Linked DNA regions of Bombyx mori: region 1 is linked to region 2. Evidence: chromatin contacts called from public Hi-C data. All regions are on one chromosome and are shown on one strand. The core of a region is the stretch at or near the end of the contact, and the rest is flanking DNA. Distances in the headings are between cores, read along the strand shown.

Evidence for each region. A called contact is a pair of places that touch in the nucleus more often than the background predicts.
Region 1: a Hi-C map of middle silk gland shows a contact between it and region 2, with 2.1 times the contacts expected there. The contact joins the promoter of LOC101743225 here to the promoter of LOC101735790 in region 2. A contact is called at or near these places in 2 of 7 Hi-C or Micro-C datasets (middle silk gland and whole pupa).

What each region holds. Positions count from the first base shown.
Region 1 is chr16:10,013,432-10,020,464 of ASM3026992v2, reverse strand. LOC101743225 (Golgi SNAP receptor complex member 1) reads left to right here and starts at 2,062. Exons shown (of 6, transcript XM_004926828.5): 1 at 2,062-2,274; 2 at 3,561-3,736; 3 at 4,155-4,244; 4 at 6,384-6,532. The coding sequence starts at 2,247.
Region 2 is chr16:9,590,364-9,596,996 of ASM3026992v2, reverse strand. LOC101735790 reads right to left here and starts at 1,609. Exons shown (of 6, transcript XM_038016316.2): 1 at 1,116-1,609. The coding sequence starts at 1,128. It overlaps LOC692982 (ubiquitin conjugating enzyme), which reads right to left. Exons shown (of 5, transcript NM_001110302.1): 5 at 5,231-5,839. The coding sequence ends at 5,759. LOC101745714 (cell cycle checkpoint control protein RAD9A) reads left to right here and starts at 3,022. Exons shown (of 3, transcript XM_004926847.5): 1 at 3,022-3,396; 2 at 3,472-3,877; 3 at 3,950-4,748. The coding sequence starts at 3,363. The coding sequence ends at 4,679.

The sequences.
Region 1 (7,033 bases), core at 813-3,312, 420 kb before region 2:
ATCTGTACACTCAATACTTAAAAGCACGAGTAGGTGCAACTCTACAAAACGCTCGGCTAATGCCAGTAATACATAATTACTCAGTAACTTGATTATTTCGGCTAACACCAATTAATTAGGACAACCTCCCTGAAACTATCTAACTCTTTCAATTAATGTCAGAAAAGTGAACAAAATCAATAGCTTATCTTTTATGATTTATGACGTAAATAGGCGAACATATCCACCTGGTAGTAAGTGGTTGGATATTAATAATACCAGGAAAGTAGCCAAGCACTGGCTACCGATAACGTCGTAATATTGACAAAACAAAAGCCAATCTCATGCTTTCTTTCTCTTGAAGAAATTATATACAAGCGTAAAGACGTGGGAAAATAAAGTTTTATAAAGAACCGCTTTCTGACATTTGAATCGAAAACGAATACCTATTATCACGAAAAAGTGTAAAATCACATTTTAATGTTTCCCGTCATACCAGATCGGTCATTGTTCTCGTCGAACCCGTCGCTTGTGACGAAGGGCTCAGTGAGTAAATTAACTGTACTGGTGGTAGGACCTCTTGTGAGTCCGCGCGGGTATAATGCGTTTCGGTTTGAAGGGTGGGGCAGCCGTTGTAACTATACTTGAGACCTTAGAACTTATATCTCAAGATGGGTGGCGCATTTACGTTGTGGATGTCTATGGGCCCCAGTAACCACTTAACATCAGGCGGGCTGTGAGCTCGTCCATCCATCATAGCAATAAAAAAAAATAAAAAACCCCATAGACACAGCCTACTAAGTTTCTCGCCGGATCTTCGCAGTGGGTCGCGTTTCCGATCCGGTAGTAGATTATGAGAAGCACTGCTCTTGCTAGAATTAGTGTTAGCAACGACGTCAGGTTTGAGCCCTGTTAGCTCACCTACTAGTTCAGTGAATCTAAAATAACCCCTTGAGATTAGGTACTAGAACAGGTAGAAAAAAAGTCAATGCCAGAGCCCTCTGTAATACGGATGGATGATTAGTAATTCGGTGCAATTACAAAAATACCTACTTAAACCCAGTTTTATAATACAATATAATGAGTATTATTTTCGCATTTTCATTTTCTTCATATTTTTAGCAATTTTAAATACTTGGACCCACTGAAAGAAATAGTGAAAGCTAGTTTTATCACAGCTATCTTTTTTGCGTTTCTTAAAAGTTAATAACAGTGGTTGTTATTTCCCATCACTAATCGAGATCAACTGCCACTTGCCAAAAGTCAAGATCTAATTCTTTTGGCAGTCAGACGATGAAGCCGTTCAATATTAGGTGTATTAACTATGAAGCAGTTTCCGCTCTTTTCTTTTACTTATTACTTTTGTAATAGTTTAATTATTCTGATTAGATACTAGAAGAAAAACAAAATTATAACTGTGATACTGTGAATTTTTATCAGTTATTTTCTCTGGAAATGCGATCTTGATGATTGCAGCTCTAATTTTGATGACAAGTGACATTGACTTGCAGTGATTATCTGTACGGCTCTGAACTGTAGTTGCCACCTTTTATGAAATTCGAGTATTCCTTAGTTTTTCATGTCAATTAAAGACTGACATTGGTAGTGTTTGAAACATTAAAATCACTAAGAGAAAATCATAGGTAAAAGGCTAACGGTTAGTCCTGCAAGTTAATGTCTAAAGATACTCGCCCAAGTTGGAATTAAAAAGTACGGTTGAAGTCGTCGTGGCGTAAATAAGACGTCCGGTGCATTCGTATTAAGCGATGCGGTGGTAAATTTAGCAAACATTACCACCACCTTGCCTATTTCTGCGGTGAAGCAATAACGCGTTTCGATTTGAGTGGTGGGGCAGCCGTTGCTTGTACTGTAAAAACTGACACTAGACCTCTTATTGCAAGGCGAGTGACGGCATTAACGGTGTAGATACTTTAATAACTGGGCGGGTTGTGAGCTCGCTCACTCATCTAACCAATCATAAAATACCGGGTGCTAGATAAATAGGAGTAAGTCACAAATATTTTTTAAAAGATTGAATTAAAATTCTTTCATTGGAATATATGGCAACACATTTTCAGCTAACTCATAAATTATACCATAGATATTATATGAAAGGTAGGTAGGTACATACCTAACTATATAAAAATACTGTCAAAAATACATTGGACTTCGAAAATTTGCAATTTTCTGTTGAAAATAAAAACAAGACTAAAGTTGTCGAAATAGAAGTGCAGCAGAATTCTAGAAGATAATTGACATTAGCAGCAATGTCTACTATAACTGCACCATGGGAAGGTAAGATTACATTATCTTGATCATTGAAACATTCACCGGTTAAGTTATGACGTTGCAAAGTTCTTTATTAAATGAACTAAATTTGAACGAACCCCTTATAAGTCAATTAACACAAAAACTACAATATTTATTAAAAATTAAACACATTGTAACATCTTCGTTTTATTCAACATTGAGTTGTCATGTTTGTTTATAAACAGTACATAATATTTTATTTAGATCGTTACCATCAGCTACTAAAGAACAAAAAAATCTTTAGTGCTCGCTAAGGTGGTCCTTTAACAATATATCAACTATCATCAGCACAATTTTATTGTTTTAATTTAAATAAAACGGAATGTATTAGCCAAAGTACATTACTAAAATACATAGTTTGTACTAAAAACAAGATGCCTCACAGAACAATGATTTTGAAGAAGTGGTCACATACAAATTACCTGTCACCATGAAAGAAGGTTGGAGATTAATTAGTTTAGAGATTAACAAGATAAATGTGTCATACAGGTCCCGTGCACTAAGAATATTAGTTAGCTATCGGATAATGTTAGACATTTAATTGTTTTATTCAATACTATAGTACCACTATAATGATAACCACACATATTGAAGTGATAGCTAAAATGTGATATTTGTGTTTTTCATCAATAAAATAAGTAATAAGAATAAATTATAGTCTTCATACTTGAATATGACTGTTAGTATTTAAGTTTGAGCTATTGTTAACCTTTTCCTGGTATTATTTTACCTTATGCCTATGGTGTCATTATTTATTAATAATAAATAATAATAAGTAACTTAATAATTTAGATATTCGGAAAATATTTAAAAATTATTATCAAAGGTAATATGATTGGTGTAATAGATCATACTTTAGTTGTCTATCTTTGTGATGATATAAAACACATCATTACATTATTTTGTAGATATTGAGCATATTGTATTATAAATTTTCATTTGTTTTTACAATTCAAAGAAATAATTAAAATAACATTTACGGTGTGGCGGGTAGCCATCATACAACGCAGGATATTTGACAGATGCCTGAATCTCGCTTACGACATTCTCAAGATAAACTTGCATATATACAAGTTCCGAACAACAAAATTCGTCGTCGTCGTCGTATATTCTCCAAAACAGTTTAATCTAAACTGAAACTAGATAACAAAAACTGTAAAGTATTCAAAATGCAGGAAATTATATAATGTAAATAAAAAATGTGTGGTTGAGCCGTAAAAATTATTTTAATTATGTATTGTGTATGACATGTATGCCCTTTTTTATTTCAGAGCTAAGAAGGCAAGCTCGGACCCTAGAAAATGACATAGATGTGAAACTTGTCGCATTTAGCAAACTGGGTATCAGTTCAGGTTCGGCCAATATTAATTCAGAGACTGCCCCTCTCATAAACAGTGATGATATGTTTGATACCATGTCTATGGAGCTGCAGCAGCTACTTAATCAGGTAATTGTTATATATAATCTAAACTAGCTAACTTGTCTTTACAAAAGATCCAAAGTGAGTCAAGTGTCAGATAGCTGTTTGTCTGATTCTTATATAAATCATAGAGGGCAATGGTTCGTCTTTAATAAAATATAATGCAGCAGTTGGCAATGAATACAAAAACTAAATTATCATCATCTATGAAATCATTGACCTCTTTGAAGGATCACTACAATGACATGTCTTGCACTGTTCACATCCAATAAACTTTTTACTAGCTTATTTATAGAAATATCTGTGAAAACATAGATAATACAGCTGTGAGCTTACAATGAGATATTTGTTACTATTAAGACATCTAAGTAACAAAACTAAACATCAAATTAATCAGATACCATCTTAATACTTGTTTATGGATAATATAATTCCAATTTCTCAGTTATCATCAATAAATGACAAAATGGCCGACATAGCCCCAAGTGGAGCAGCCACAATGCACACAATCAAACGGCACAGAGAAATACTAATGGTTTGTATGCATGTATTAATTAATATGACTTAATTGGTTTAAAATTAAATAAATTAATTAATTGGTTTAAATTTAATTAATTGGTTTGGTATCTTAATTGGAGACTTTCAATGTACCTTCTGTGACATTAGGATAAAAGTGGAACTAAAAACACTGTCAAATTTGCTTAACTTATCTCTATTAACAAATATGTATTATGAATGTAGAAGTTTGTATTTATATGTTTATTTGATTACTAAATGATACACCCATGTACGCAATATATAAAAAATAGGTTACTTTACTCTTGCTGATGGGAAGACCAGCTCGTTACCTGTTTGCTGTAAGTGGTTACTGGAGCCCATAGACATCTACAACGTAAATGCGCCACCCACCTTAAAACCATACAAAGCATAATGTGAATGACGTTAGTAGATAAGCCTGTCAGTCAAAACTCTTGACTGCTTTGTTGCAGAAATAGATAGAATTGTGCCTGGAGAATTCAAACCCCGGCAAAGTTGCATGTAATTTTGCCTATATGGTGTCAACCTGGAATAGGAGTCTACAGTATTCACCAGATAATGGAAAGCAGAGTTCTCAGCTTACTGATAGTAGGGGTACTGTAAACTCTCACGTACCATAGTTCTGCATTTTCAAACTTTTCAAACTCGTCGAATCTAGTGCAGCACGCCAATGTGTGATCCACTGTGTCATGGCGTCCTGACCGCCATTGCACGCTGCGAACATCGCAGTACGGCGATGTTTTCGCGGGTCAGGGCGCGGCACCAAACGGGAGCGCCGCAGAGTGCCTCAATAAGCCTCGCGTTGTAGTAGGCCTCTCGTTGTAGTGGGTCTCGCGTTGTAGTAGGCCTCGCGTTGTATGAGGTCCCACGTTGTATGAGGTCCCGCGTTGTGTAAGGTTTCGCGTTGTATGTGGTCCCGAGTTGTATGGGGTCCCGCGTTGTATGAGGTCCCGCGTTGTATGGGGTTCCGCGTTGTATTGGATCCCGCCTTATATGAGGCCTCGCGTTGTATGGGGTCCCGCGTTGTATGAGGTTCCGCTTTGTATGAAGTCCCGCGTTGTATGAGAGCTCGCGTTGTATGTGGTCCCGAGTTGTATGAGGTAACGCGTTGTATGGGGTCCCGCGTTGTAGGGAGTCCCGCGTTGTAGGGGGTCCAGCGTTGTACTAGGTCTCGCGTTGTATGAGGTCCCGCGTTGTAAGAGATCTCGCGTTGTATGAGATCTCGCGTTGTATGAGGTCCCGCGTTGTATGAGGTCTCGCGTTGTAGTAGGTCTCGCGTTGTATGAGGTCCCGCGTTGTATGAGGTCTCGCGTTGTAGTAGATCTCGCGTTGTATGAGGTCCCGCGTTGTATGAGGTCCCGCGTTGTATGAGGTTCCGCGTTGTATGAGGTCCCGCGTTATATGAGGCCTCGCGTTGTAGCAGGTCCCGCGTTGTATGAGGTTCCGCTTTGTATAAGGTCTCGCGTTGTAGTAGGCCTCGCGTTCTATGAGTTCCCGCGTTGTATGAGGTCCCAGGTTATAGAGGGCAACGCGTTATAGTAGGTCTCGCGTTGTATGAGGTCCCGCGTTGTATGAGGTCTCGCGTTGTAGTAGGTCTCGCGTTGTATGAGGTCCCGCGTTATATGAGGCCTCGCGTTGTAGTAGGTCCCGCGTTGTATGAGGTTCCGCTTTGTATAAGGTCTCGCGTTGTAGTAGGCCTCGCGTTCTATGAGTTCCCGCGTTGTATGAGGTCCCAGGTTATAGAGGGCAACGCGTTATAGTAGGCCTCGCGTTCTATGAGGTCTCGCGTTGTATGAGATCTCGCGTTGGGTTTTTTCAAAAAGTCTCGCGAGCCGGTTGTTGCCCATGTTCTAAAGTCTAAAATTTTTTTTATTATTGCCTTAGTAGGCAGAGAGCATACGGCCGACCTGATATGGTGAGTGGTTACCATCGCCCATGGACTTCAGTAATGCCAGGGGCAGAGTCAAGCCGCCGCCTACCGTAAGTTACAACGGCTGACCCACCCTTCAAATCGACGCATTACTGCTTCACGGCTGAAATACCTGGTGGGACCTGCCCGTGCGGACCCACAAGAGGTTCTGCCACCAGTAAAAACGTACGTGTGACTGAAACGTCGTATCAAACCATAATTTCGCAGGACTACCAGCAAGAGTACTCCCGCACGTCAGCCCGCGTGTCGGCGCGGCGCGAGCGCGAGGAGCTGCTTCGGGGCGGCTCCCCGACTCCGCCCGCCGCGGGACTCAGCAGACGCGACCAGTACGCGAAGGAAGCCAACCATTTGCACAGGTGTGATATACGGTTTTTCTTTTTTTGTATATTCTATGCCTTTGTTGTCTCTATATCGAGGGACTTTTTGGCGGTAACGCGAGGAGTGAAGTCGTTGTGATTTGTTTTATTTTGTCTATTTAGTGTTTCTTCGGGCTTAAATGTAAATTAATGGTGGTTTATTAACTGTTCAATATCTGTGAAAGTGCATAAAGCCAAGAAAGAGACAAAGCCGTTGTTCTCCGGTTCCTCCAAAAAGTGCACTGAAAAAATCTCAGTAAATGACCACCATTTTACTGAGATTATATTTCATTCCATATCATCTCATCTCATTTCATTTAATTTGACTTTGACATTCAATGACTGGGATGATTAATTTAAGAAATTAATCATCCCAGTCATTCGCTTCATTTTCTTCATTTCAGACTTCATTTCATTTCACTCCATATAATCATTTTTCATATTAATAAGAATATAAATTAAAATAAGACATGACTTAAAGGTCTTAGTTACCAGGTCTAA
Region 2 (6,633 bases), core at 360-2,859:
ACTTAACACCAGGTGAGCTGTGAGCTCGTCCACCCAACTCAGCAATAAAAAAAAATACTAGAACGCGAATCCTGTTGCCGTTGCTGTATTTTAAGGGCATCACTGAATTAACATCAGCAGAAATAGGCGGTACGGTGATCACTGCTCCTCTGCCGATCTATAGCACTAGCCGTCGAAAGCGACACGTTTATTTATTTCTAGTGTATAATGTACCATTTTAGTATGTATCAATAAATGAATAAAAAAATAACAATAGGCTTCAACGTTTTTTTACTTAGCATTTAATAAATAATACTGAAAAAAACACAAAAAATACTTAGTCATACCTTTTTGTTCTACTTATCGAAATGCGTTGTTTTTTTTTTCCTACCTAAGCTGATAGCCTTGAGAGGCTATTTCAGCGTAACCTTAACACACACCTGAGCTCACGGGGCTCAAACCTGACGACGTTGCTAACACGAACCCTAGTAAGAGCCGTGCTTCGCAGAATCTACCAGCGGATCGGAAACTCGACCCTTCGTCACAAGCGACGGGACGAGACCGATGACCGGTGCTTGAGGTACCGAAAAGCACCGTTATATTCTAATAATGTAAGATTATTAACTAATCTATTTAATGAACAGGTCGTCCAGAAATTAATAAAGGTAATACATATTTAATTTTAACACAAACTTTAGTTACTTGTATATTTGCGTTACAGAATCACGAATCGTTAATGTGGTAGCTAAACTTTAATTTTCCTTAGTAACTTCCACGAATGGAAGGAATCGAGCAATATAGGTAAATCGAACTTTTCAAATTTATAAAGCGTAAGTATGGTATCAAAAATTTATTATTCATTTACTGGTGATATTGGACAGAAAACTCGCCCGAATACCACAATCTTAATATTTACTCCCATGAAGTTATGAGGGTGGAATAGCCGCTTCGACCTCATGTCTCAAGATGGGCAGTGGCATTCGTGCGACGAATATGGTCTCCGTACCCACATAACATCAGGTGGCGCGCAAGTTGGCCAAAAATCTAAAGCAATATATTTTTTGATTATTTAAATTAATTTATAATTTCTATCTATTAAATATATTCAGCACAATGTTATTCGTTTATATACTTACGGCTTAATTTCATTGTTCGCACTTCACCTTACTGTACGAAAAAATGTTCTACAATATTTAATTCACTAAAATTAAAATTATTAGGAACTGAAAACGAGATAGGTTTTTTAGTTTCGTTACAAACTTTCTCCTCGGCATTTATTTTAATTAAATCCAGCTAAACAGTAAGACACAACATCACATAACAGTGCATTCACGCACATAGATTATACACTTAATATCACGCACAAAACAAGTTCATTAATAACATAAATTCTCTTAGTAGTCTGTGGAGCGTTTATTTTATTCAGCTTAGTAGATCACCGAGTAGGGCCACGAATAACGGTCTGTTGTAAGTCGTCAGGTGCACATACTTCAAACTGTTCTATATTCAGTATTACCATCCACATACCTACTGTCAAAAATAAATAACGGAACTGTTCATTTCGAGACATCGATCGATATCAATAGTCGATTGAATTGGGCGCAACATTGTTCATTCATCAAATTAGTTAGTCGAGATGTTATTGAATAGACTATTTCAAGTCAAATAGTGGTTCCACGAGTAGTGTGTATACAATCATTTCAACTACCATAATGACTCAGTTTTCTAAATATCTTTTGTTTCATACAATAAATACTTGCAGTACTGCGATAAGATTGAGCGAGTACTCACTTAGCGATAACTAACTGTAATTATGATTCGAAAGTCCTGCCTATTGCTATTGTGACCAGATAAATATTAAAAAACCCTCTTTTAAAATAATTTATATATACATGCATACCGTAATTTCACAATAGATTTTATATGATTATCATTCACCCTAATACACAATAAAAAAGAGGATGGTTTGTTTATTTCTACTTTGTATCTGTTGTTTAATATAACCATAGGGTAGTATAAAATAGGTAATTTATTATTAAACAATAATAAATAAATTAACATTTTCTCTTCCTCTTTATTGATTTTGTTACAATGGTACTAAATAAAAAAATGTGTGCGTGTACTAGTGTACACACGTAAGAAGTGAAACTTGTTTATGGCCTTATTTTTCGAAAAATGATCTACATGCAACTTTCTAGAAATTGGTTAAATAAAGTTAAATTAGATAAAGTTTAAACAAAAGGATTTTATTATCATAGACAATAGACATGAATACAAATAATACAATTATTTCACTTTACCTTTTTGCTACTAAGATTATTACAGCATTTTAATAATACATCTCTTTGATATCATAATACCCTGGTACTTTTCTTCCTATAAATTAATAATAATAGCACGGTCCACGTGGTGTTAAATGGGGTTCCTGAGGTTCGTGAAGTTTGACCCACCTTGAGACATGAGGTCGATTTCTCAAATCCGAAACCATGCTTCAGAACATACCGCCGTTAATTATTAATAAATCTCTTTGCTATCATAATACCCTGGTACTTTTCTTCCTATTATTTTACGTAATAACAGTAATAAATAGCACGGTCCACGTGATATTATTAAGTGGGCTCCCTGAGATTATTGGAATTACAAAATGATTTCCGTAATCCACCTGGAGACATGAGGTCAATTTCTCAAATCGGAATCCATACTTCAGAACATACAGCCGTTAATTAATAAAGAAGGCTGTACGTCAGAGTAAAGTTATAATAATACATCTCTTTGATATCATAATACCCTGGTACTTTTCTTCCTATTATTTTACGTAATAACAATAATAGCACGGTCCACGTGATATTAAGTGGGTTACCTGGGATTATTGCAATTACAAAATGTATTCCGTGACCCACCTTGAGACATGAGGTCGGTTTCTCAAATGCGCATCTATACTTCAGAACATACAGCCGTTAATTAAAAGATGGCGCGTAACGGAAAAAAGTGACGCGTAACCGAAAAACGTGACGGTAAATTTTTTTCCAACGCCGATAAGGAAGTTTCACTTCAAAAATATTTCTGTATAGTCAAACCATCAATAGTCAATCTATCAATATGTAGAATAGTTTATAAATATTTACAGTACAATTTTTAAAATAATCATGTGGATTAATTTTCTTTGGATCATTTGGATCATTAAATTGTCGTCGCATCACGAGAACTGTCAAATATCTGTCACTCGTATCATCCTAATAATACCTGGTATCTCAGTAGGTCAGGATCAGGAAATTAGACAAAAAATTATAGTGAAAACATAGGTAATCCTTATATTGATGTTAAAGCCTAGAAATGAATTTAAAGTAGATTTTAGTTAACTTTCTGAGGAAGTCAACATAACAATGAAGTGTCACGTTCCGGGGCCTAATGTTAAAGGTAATATAAAGTGTGTGTTATCAATACTGAAATTATGCTGGCTCGGAAACGAATATAATTTTTATATAATTTTAGTTTTAGCAAGAACAGTACATACCTTAGCTCGATTTGGAGATGAATTATACCTGGAGTCATTACCCGACTGTATATTATTGAGAACATTGAATGCAGCCGAATCCGCATATGCGATGATTAAATTTAACAAAAACTTCTTTTCTTATTTTAATTACAATTATTACTCGACTGAAGATAACGAAGGTCTGAAATGCAAAATATCGATGAAGTCTGCTTTAAACGCCTTTAAATCTCCAGCTCACATTGATAAACAGGTAGAAAGTTTGGAAATGAAATTAGATCCAGAATCTTGCAAGTTAATATTTTGTTTGAAATGCAAGCATGGTATAGTTAAGACACATTTTGTATCAATATTAGACTGTAAAGCGATGCAGGCTGTGTACACTAAAGATACAGTACCAAACAGGTAAAAATTGTAACCAAAATAAAATATTAATTTATTTTTATCACTGTTAGATTGTAATGAAATATTTTTCAGAATTACTTCACCTCAAAGAATACTAAACGAAACACTGAACAGCTTCCAAACCTCTGACGACCAAGTGACATTAGAGGCCACAACTAAGTCACTGGTAATAAAAAATTATATTGATAGTAATATGGATCTGACAAAAATAATTCGAACACATGTAAGCTTAGATCCTGCTGAATTTGACAACTACATCATAGGAGAGGAAACCACTATAACATTTACATTAAAAGAGTTCAGAGCCCTACTTGCGTTTGCTGAAGCATTAAATTTGCCGTTGCAACTTCATTTTGAGACTACAGGTCGTCCAGCTGTATTCATAGTCCATAATGGAACTACTTTTGAAGCACATTTTGTGTTAGCAACATCTAAACCAGACAATGCAACACAAGCAACATCAACACAGAGCACTACCACAAAGGAAAGGAATAAAAGAAAAGATACATGTAATACTCAAGGCTCAGTAAAAAAGAAACGGCATATAGATGTTGAATTTTCTAAGTGCTTAGAAGAGGACTCTCATCTATTTAATTTTGTTGATATCCCTGATGATATAAATCTTAAAGCTAGTAATAATTTAGATAATGTTAAAGAACAAATAGACTTTGATAATGTTATTCCAGCATCTCCAACTTCAAGGACTAAGATAAAATCAGTATTTAAGAGATGTTTTGAAAGTACTTTTGATCCAAAAAGTATTCAAGGTGTCATTTTAGCTGAGAATTCAGACAGTGAATAAAAAAATAATGTTTTTAAAGTTGTTTGAAAGCAGATTAAAAAAAATTAAAATATTCCCAATTTTCATCAATATTATCTTATCTAATTTTCAGCAATATAATATGGTCTTATTACATTTGTTGGGAGACTCATAAACCACTTCAAAGATTATGGCTGATGTTTGGTTAATAATTTTGATTAGAGATCTCCCCACAAAATAATATGATTTATATTTTTTATGTTTTCTTAAAGGCATAAAAGGATTCAAATAAAATATAGAGTTCACTGCATTGATTTTATAGCAAAAAATATACATACAGAGAAACAGTATACACACATTACAAATCAACGATCATGATGTAGACCAAAATAGGGGTTCATCACTATGCATTTCTCACTATATATGTATTTATCTCGGTAACAATATGTATTGATTTTATATAAAGCGTATGTTTAAGACACCATCTCAACTCTTTGAAACAAGATACAAAACTCAAAAGCTTAATGATTTAAAAAAACCTACTTCATTGCTTTAAGGCAAAGTGAAATTGATACAATTTTTACAGAAAGTAGTTTTTATTTATTGAAAGTATTAGGTATTAATGTGGATTATAAAATCAGCACTACATTAATTTGGGTTCGTAAAGCACGAACAATGATTATTGAATACAAGCTCTTCAGTAACCAATAATTTAAATGTATTATGCACATTCTTTAAAGCTGCTATTTTCATACTTTGAATACATAAAAAAACATTTTGAAATTTGGTTTTTATCATATAGAGATCATACTTCAAAGCAGACAATATAGGGGGGATTACGAAGAAAAAAATGCAGATTTATTTTTCTATAAAATTACCTTACACATTTCATCATTATAACAATTGCTAACTAACATGTCTTAAAAAAGATGAAAAAAAGACCTTCAATTCTATTTTATTTATAAAATACGGCAGCGATACCATCTCATTATTATAAGTATTTATTTTAAATCAATTTGAATATAGTCTCTGGGCCAGGCGGGGGCGTCCGCTCAGCGTCCTAACCACATCTCACCAATCACTCTCACAATCCAAACAAATTATGAAAAAGGGCACTGTTATTAGGAACAATCCTCTTGGCTCTTTCTCACACACTGTGCTACTTTCCTTTTAAACTCCGAATAGGATTCTCTCCACTCTTTCTGCAAAAATGAAACAGAATAAGCAAACACATCAGCTGTGGACGTGTGCGGATTTGGTGTAAGGGGATGCGTACGGCGATGCCAAATGTATAACGTTTTTCAGTGTTTGTAGTAAAATGTTTGCCGGTGTCACAATGGCCCTTTTTCAGCAATATATATATTCTTTTCTAAATATCCTTTTGCTCCTAGAAGCAATCTTCTTGACTTTTCCTAACACATCTGGCAACTTTCTTTTTGAATTCCGAATATCGTTCTCTCCATTCTTTCTGTGGAATCAAACAATGGTTAGGTGATTAGTTCTACACAAATACATCTACATGCACAAACTAAGTGGAGGTAATTACGTCTGTAGCTTACAATACAGTATTACAACACAATTATAGAAATGATGATGAATGAGGTTTTTTAATAATATATAAAGTATATTAGATAACATAAAAATGTGATGTTTACATATGAAAGACTTATTATTTCTTTGAAAAGATGAACCAAAATACTTAATTTATACTTCAATACTTCAAAACAAAATTTATCAATTATAACCTTCTCAATTGAGCAAATATTAAAATAAATTTTTCAAATTTTCTTTCATTATTCTACTTCTGTGTTCAAAAATCATTATATATTGTGAGTTGAAACCTTACACTTGTCATTGGTTCTGCAGAGGTGTGGCATAGTCATAACTGTACAATGGGTGGGGTGTGGACAGTTTTGATAAATCAGTATATTTGTAATGTTCCTTATAATCACAACAAAAAGCATAGTGTCACTGTTTAAAAATAACATTCAAATTC